2 separate regions of the Mus musculus genome follow, and region 2 is linked to region 1. A link is a contact called in public HiCAR-type data. All regions are on one chromosome and are shown on one strand. The core of a region is the stretch at or near the end of the contact, and the rest is flanking DNA. Distances in the headings are between cores, read along the strand shown. Region 1 has its middle 59 kb from the start of 4921525O09Rik. Region 2 has its middle 37 kb from the start of Gm40948.

Evidence for each region. HiCAR-type assays count read pairs that join an accessible place to other places.
Region 2: a contact with region 1 is called in a HiCAR-type map of astrocytes, with 8 times the contacts expected there. The contact joins two enhancer-like sites. A contact is called at or near these places in 5 of 484 Hi-C or Micro-C datasets (B cells, nephron progenitors, neurons and 1 more) and 5 of 115 datasets of contacts at active chromatin or transcription factors (CD8 T cells, astrocytes, large pre-B cells and 1 more).

Annotation. Positions count from the first base shown.
Region 1 is chr13:52,154,072-52,157,217 of GRCm38.p6, reverse strand. No RefSeq gene overlaps it. Among named protein-coding and RNA genes, the nearest start is that of 4921525O09Rik, 59 kb to the right of the region's middle. Within about 2 kb of position 1,592, at least 116 of the 459 cell types and tissues checked have an H3K27ac peak or open chromatin away from gene starts, as enhancers often do. A contact at or near this core is called in astrocytes and uterus, where this site is marked.
Region 2 is chr13:52,044,779-52,047,924 of GRCm38.p6, reverse strand. No RefSeq gene overlaps it. Among named protein-coding and RNA genes, the nearest start is that of Gm40948, 37 kb to the left of the region's middle. Within about 2 kb of position 1,709, at least 31 of the 459 cell types and tissues checked have an H3K27ac peak or open chromatin away from gene starts, as enhancers often do. A contact at or near this core is called in astrocytes and uterus, where this site is marked.

The sequences.
Region 1 (3,146 bases), core at 343-2,842:
TTTAATCCAAGCACTCAGGAGGCAGAGGCAGATTGAGCTCTATAAGTTTGTGGCCCATCTGGTCCACAGTGAGTTCTAAATCATCTAAGGCTACATAGCAAGACTTTAAATAAATAAAAAAGATGAACAAACAGAACAACAATAAAATAAATCCTTCCAAGAACACAAGTCCTGTCTATATTTATTCAGTGCTGTATCTCCCATGCCTGGAGGAAAGAGCCCGGACCCCAAATTCCATCCAGGCGTCTTTCCCGAGACCAAATACTACCTTTGCTTTAGGGGTTGAAGCTTCCCGCAAAGATAGAGTCCAGGCTTCTCAGGATCCCCACTGTGGACCCATAACTAGTGCCCCAGAGGCTGCGCCCCAACCCCACCCTAGCAGACATGTGCAGAGATGGACACTCCTATTCATCTGAGGCTTAGTCTAGATCTGTAATTTCAATTTCCTAAAGAAGGAAAGAGGCCACGAGACCCTTAGCCTATCCTCTTGTGATAGCTAAGGTCTACACCCATCCAATTAGCAGCCCAGGCGTGAACTCTTCTGTGTGAGAGAGCCCTGTCAGCCAAGGGAGCTGGAGCCCAAGAGGCTCTTTCTCCCTACCTGTTGAACTCTGAGACCCCTGCAGCTGCAGGTTCTGAGACATAAGACTCTCTAGCTCCACACCACAAACCTAGGGATTGGGGCTCCCCACTGGATGGAGACCCATCTCCCAAGCCCCCTGCATTCTTGTATACATCTCTGCAAGTGTGTGCCTGACACTGAAGGAGGCTGAGTAGTTCTGGCTGGACCTTGTAAGTTGTTTTACTTCCAGTGCCGGGGATTGAACTCAGGACCTCACGCATGCTAGGCAGGTTCTCTAAGGTCATCCTCAGCCCCCAAGAGCCACCGATGTAAAGGACAGAGGGATCCTAGGTAGAGCACACCTTCCCAGGTCGTCACTTCCCTCTGGCCTCTCCAGGCTTCTTAGAGAAAGACAATATAGCTGGATGTTACCTAACCCTAATTCTGTTGCTATGACATCTGGACTTCCAGACCTGACTCTAATCCTCATTAATTGGATCCCCAGCTTCCAAATGTTTCCTCTTGTTTCTCTAAGTCTCTCTGCAAGAGGAACGAACACCGCAAGTCAGTAGGCCTTCAGTTATATATAGGTCAGGAGGTTGTGGGTCAGTTCTGCAAACCGTTTATTGATTTACATTCTTACGTCTTCCTGGTCTCCTCTGAACACGTGTCACTTTCACTTTGAGAAAGAAAACTGTACATGCCTGCGCCACTCAAGTTAAACTTTGTCAGGAAGCTCCAAGAGCACTCTGTGAGTGTGGGTCTCAAAGTACCCAAGCTGGTAGAAGAACTCGGGCTTTGAGCCAACCAAAATCGTCCACTTGGCTATTTCAAGTCTTTTCCCCTTCTTCAGTACAGTGATGAGTGGCACCCGGATAAAGTTTTTGTTTACCAAAAGTTCCTCCCAGAATAGAAACTGCCCACAATATTTTTCTTGTGGAGGACATTTAGCGGGCCATGGTGTTCAGAGCTGATGCTTTCTGCTGTACAAAGCAGAGCTGGGTGTCACCTCTGGACTCTGCCAGAGGAGGCAAGGACCTTGTTCCTAACCAACCTTGGGACTCTCAGATCTCTGGAATGTTTCAGTACTGCCTGGTCTAAGTGAGTGTTTTGTTTGGTTGATTTTGTAACTTAAAGCTTGGGCAAGCTGTTCAGCTTCTTTTCTCCCTGCTAGCAGAAGCCAGCAAAAAGAAAATTATGACAGGGTCCCATGGGTGAGGATAGAATTTCCAACAAGCTAGTCTTTTAGGAGGGTGACCCATCTAGAGATGACAAATGGTCAGTCCCAAAGGCAGCAGCTGGCCTCACTGTAAATCCAGGTTCAGGGTCCTTTAAAGCATACACCTGTTGCAAGGGAGTCCCTGTCACAAGCCTGCAGCTGTGGGTGCCGTTTGCAGCCCGCTTATGTCAACACGCACCATGGGGCTGGTCAACGGGTGGCGTGAGGATCTGATGATGGATGCATTTTATGACAGCGCCTGTTGCCCGGCAGAAAAACACCCCGTATGATTTAATAGGACCACAGCAAATCCTAACAGCAAAACATTCATCTGGCGAAGGCTGCAGACTCTTACACAGCTCTTGCCAGGTTTCTATGGTGATGATGTTCATTGTAAGCACAGAACAAGCACCGATTCACAGTGTCCAGCAGAGGCTACAGTCTCCTCCACCCTCCTGCTTGCTTGCTGCAGGCAGCCGTGGCTTCCATGCTAAACGTGCACCCTGGAGTAAAATCAAGTCCCCTTGCACTCTCCGTCCCCCCAGAGAGGAGTGGAGCGTGCAGACACAAAGCAAACAGAGATGCTAGCAGGGTGTTGGGATGCACCAAATAAATGGTAACACCAATCTGTTCAGCTGATCACTGTTTTTATTCTTGCCCTCTTTATTAACATGGCTGAGGAAGCATACCACAGCTCATGGGTGGAGATCACAGGACAACCTCTGCTGGTCCTATTAAACCATACAGGGACTTTTTGCCTGAGACACTCTTACTGTCCCCTACTGCACACTCCAAGGCTAGCTGACCCTCACGCTTCTGTGGCTCCTTGTCTTAGCCTCCCATCTCACTGTAAGAATGCTGGGCTTACAGATGTGTCTGCTACTGCATCTGGCCCCTCTGATGCACCTTCAAGTTTAAAAACGTTAGCATTTTTGTGGACGGGGGTGGGGGTGGCTAGGTAAATTTCCAGATGAAGAGTTGTATTGAGGAATTTGTTCTCTGAGGGAATTTCAGAGCCATCTCTATGTACATTGTGATCCAATCTGGGACAATCTTGCAAACAGGGACAGCAAATCCCTGCCAAGATCTGGTGTGTGATCATTCAGGTCTCATCTGCTGCTTGCAAAATCCTGGGAAACTGGCCTGTTTGTCTGGAAGAACCAAGTGCTGTGCCAGCAGCAGACCCTGGCTCACAGCTCTGTTCAATACTGTTTGACATCCCTGCAACGTGATGGGTTCTCAGCTCTGCCACCAGGACTTCCAGTATGCGAGAGCCACTATGGATTCTTCTCTGTCACAGATGTGTCTTGTATAGCTGACAGGTCATCCCCAGCCTCTGAAACATCCCTGTTCTCATCACCATCA
Region 2 (3,146 bases), core at 460-2,959, 110 kb after region 1:
CTTGCTTGCTATCTAAGCAGGGGACTGGGGGAAGTAGAGATTGGTCCCTGACCACCTGAGGATGGAGGTCCCCATAGTCAGTGCCGCTTGGCTCACCTCTTCTAGGGGTTCTAAGCTGGCCCTGTGTGATAGACCTTGGTGGACGTGAACACAGGAGCCATACTCCAAGGTGTGTCAGGCAGCTTCTCTTGTCCAGGCGCTGCTAATATGGTGACCAGTGAAAGTCACCAAGTCACATGCAGAGCCCAGGGTTTCAGTGCACACACAAGTCATTCCAACACGGCACTTAGACAATGCTTTTTTTCCCTTTTCCACACATGAAGACAAGCCACAAAGGGCCCAAAACCATGATGACCTCGGGAAGGGCAGGTGAGGGAAGAGGACCGGTCCCCAGGAGAACAGCATCCACATCCTCCGAGGACTCTGAGACTTCCTCAACATCTTATTAGATCTGCCTGAGGCCAAGTTGAAAGCTGGGGCCCATCTTCTTATGTCTTTAGCCAGAGTCATTGTGACGGTTTAGACATGGTCTGGACATGGTCACGCTGGTGCTGGAGTCTCAGAGAAATGTGAAGAGATGCCCCAGCTCCTGATGAATTGCCACAGCCATGCTGTGTATTCTCTGGATTAGAAAGCCCCCACCCCACCACCCACCAGTGAGGCTCCTTTTCAAATAATTAGCTTTCCCCTCAAGGGCCTGCACCTGTGTTAACGTATCAGACACACCTCCCAAACCCCCACCTCCTACCGCAGCCATCCCCAGAGCCACCATGCCATGGGAACAGACCAGCATTCCTAAGTCACAACACACAGCTGCAGCATCCTGAAGAAGCACCAGACCCTCCATGAAGGAGGCCGCTGCAGCCCCCAGACATGTGGTGTTTTGCTGTTGTGTCTCTCAAACAAGCTGATGCTGTCGAATCTTTGCCAAAACAACTCTGTGTCCCTCACTAGCCGCCGAGGCTTCTGGAGACGGCGCACCACCACATGACATCCGTAGCGGCTCCCTCCACTTTCCACAGATGATGTTACTATCCCTTTAAACACACACACACACACACACACACATACACACATTAAATTGCTTTCCCAGGAGTTGTTGACTGTTTTCCCCACACATCCAAAAGAATGAACAGGATGCTTTGCCGGGCTGGAGGGAGGTCTGAGAAGAAACGGGAACAGCCTCACGGGACAGAGTGTCTGAGCTAGCAGGGTTGATGAAAGCAAGCATTTGGGAGCTCAAAATTGCTGTTATCTCCTCCCTGTGAATAACAGGGAGAAGGTTATAATACTGGTATATTTCTGCATTTTAACGATAAAGTTGGACCATGTCACTCCTTGAAGAAGGTTCCCAGGAAAACATAGCATTACTCAGCAACACTGCCTTAGACAGACATTCCCACCACTCCCCTTCACATCCCCCCCACCCCCACCCCACCCGCCCGCCCTGCTTCAAGTCCACTCCGGGAAGTGCTAGAAGGGAAAACATTTCCACGGAACAGCTCTGCCTGGCAGGACAAGAACCACAGATCCTGGACAGTGAGAGACGAAGAAAACAGCGTTAATTCTCTTCAATTCTGTTTAAATATTTGGTGATAAGAAATACTCCTGCAAGACCTTAACTGTTACTCCGTGGAGGAAGGGCTGCCTCTCCAGAGCTGCTGGGAATCTGTAGGGGGCTGTGCTGCCAAAGCTTTCCTTATCAGCATTCATTCTGCAGCCCAGCCTCTAAGCTGGCAGAGAGGCTCATGGTCCAGTACCAGTAGCCCACAATGGGGTGGCCACACATGCTGACAGGACAAGCAGCTTCCCAGTGTCCCTCAGGTGCTGGCAGACTCTTTCTGGCTTTCTCTTGCACCTCCTTTCACATTGTATTCGGCACGCTGGCACCTCTGAAAAATGACCTTGCTAGTATCCCTGCCTGGTGTGTTTCCCTGTTGCTGGGAGACTCTTTCTCCATAACCCCCAGGGCAGACTCCACCATGTGGTACCAGTGCCATGTGCAGCACAGGTCAGCACTGCTCTTGAATCCCAGCCTCCCTTCTTTATAACAAATACCTGGTTCAGGTATTATGTTACAGTTTCAGAAAACAGACAGAAGCAGGGAGGGGACGTGTGAGTGCTGAGGTGGGCCGCCCATAGGCCAGACTGTAACTGTCCCCATCCCCAGAGAGGCAGGGCACTCCCTCAGCAACTGAACAAGTCACAGGAGCCCCAGGAGCATGATAGGTGAGACTCCTAGAGTCATCCATCTTGTTCTTCTGAGACAAGGTTTCTCACTGGCCTGGGGCTCACCAATTCAGCTACATAGGGATCTGTCTGTCTCTGCCTGCCAGGGACTGGGATTATAAACAAGTGCCACCATGCCCAGCTCTCATGCTCACGTGCCAAGCCCGCCACTGACTGAACCATCTGCCTAAACCCCATAAGCTTATTTTCTAACGAGAACTTACCAAGTGCTGCCCAGGAATCCAGGCAGGAGGGAAATAGAGGTTGTGTATTGTAGGGGCTCCTGATTCAGTGCACTGGGGGTCCTGCTGCCTGTCTACAAGGGTATATGTCCTATTCAAGGACATTTGTGGGCATGGCTTTGAAGCCTGTGGTAGCTGATACCCGCACCCATCTTTCTCTCCACCCCCCACGCCCCCCCCCCCGGAATCTTCTTCCTCTTGGGGGAAATCACAGTTTGTCCATGCAGCTCACTGAGCAGAAAGGACTATGGGATCTCAAAACCAACCTACCACAGGTCAACAGTGGAACTGACATATTTGCCTCTACCTTTGACTTCAGAGCCTAGTCATTGCTCCAAGGCACAGTCACCCTTTCCAGAATTCCAGGATTAGTGAGTAGTCACTAATGGTTACTAGGTCAGAGAATAACTCACCTTGTCTTGCAAATCCTTAGTGTACACACACCCATATAACCAGCTTGCTACCAGCCCCAGACAGCTCCATACAAACAGACACAGGTGACCTCAGGTGACATGTGTCCAGATAGCATCTGCAACCTCTGAAAGTTGCATAGCTTTGACTATTGGGTGACCCCGACTTAGAAGAAACCCTGTGCATTATTATTAGAATGGAAGAGATGATGTGGTACACCGTACCCCCCCCTCCCCAAATAGAACATGGACACAAGAAGGCTGA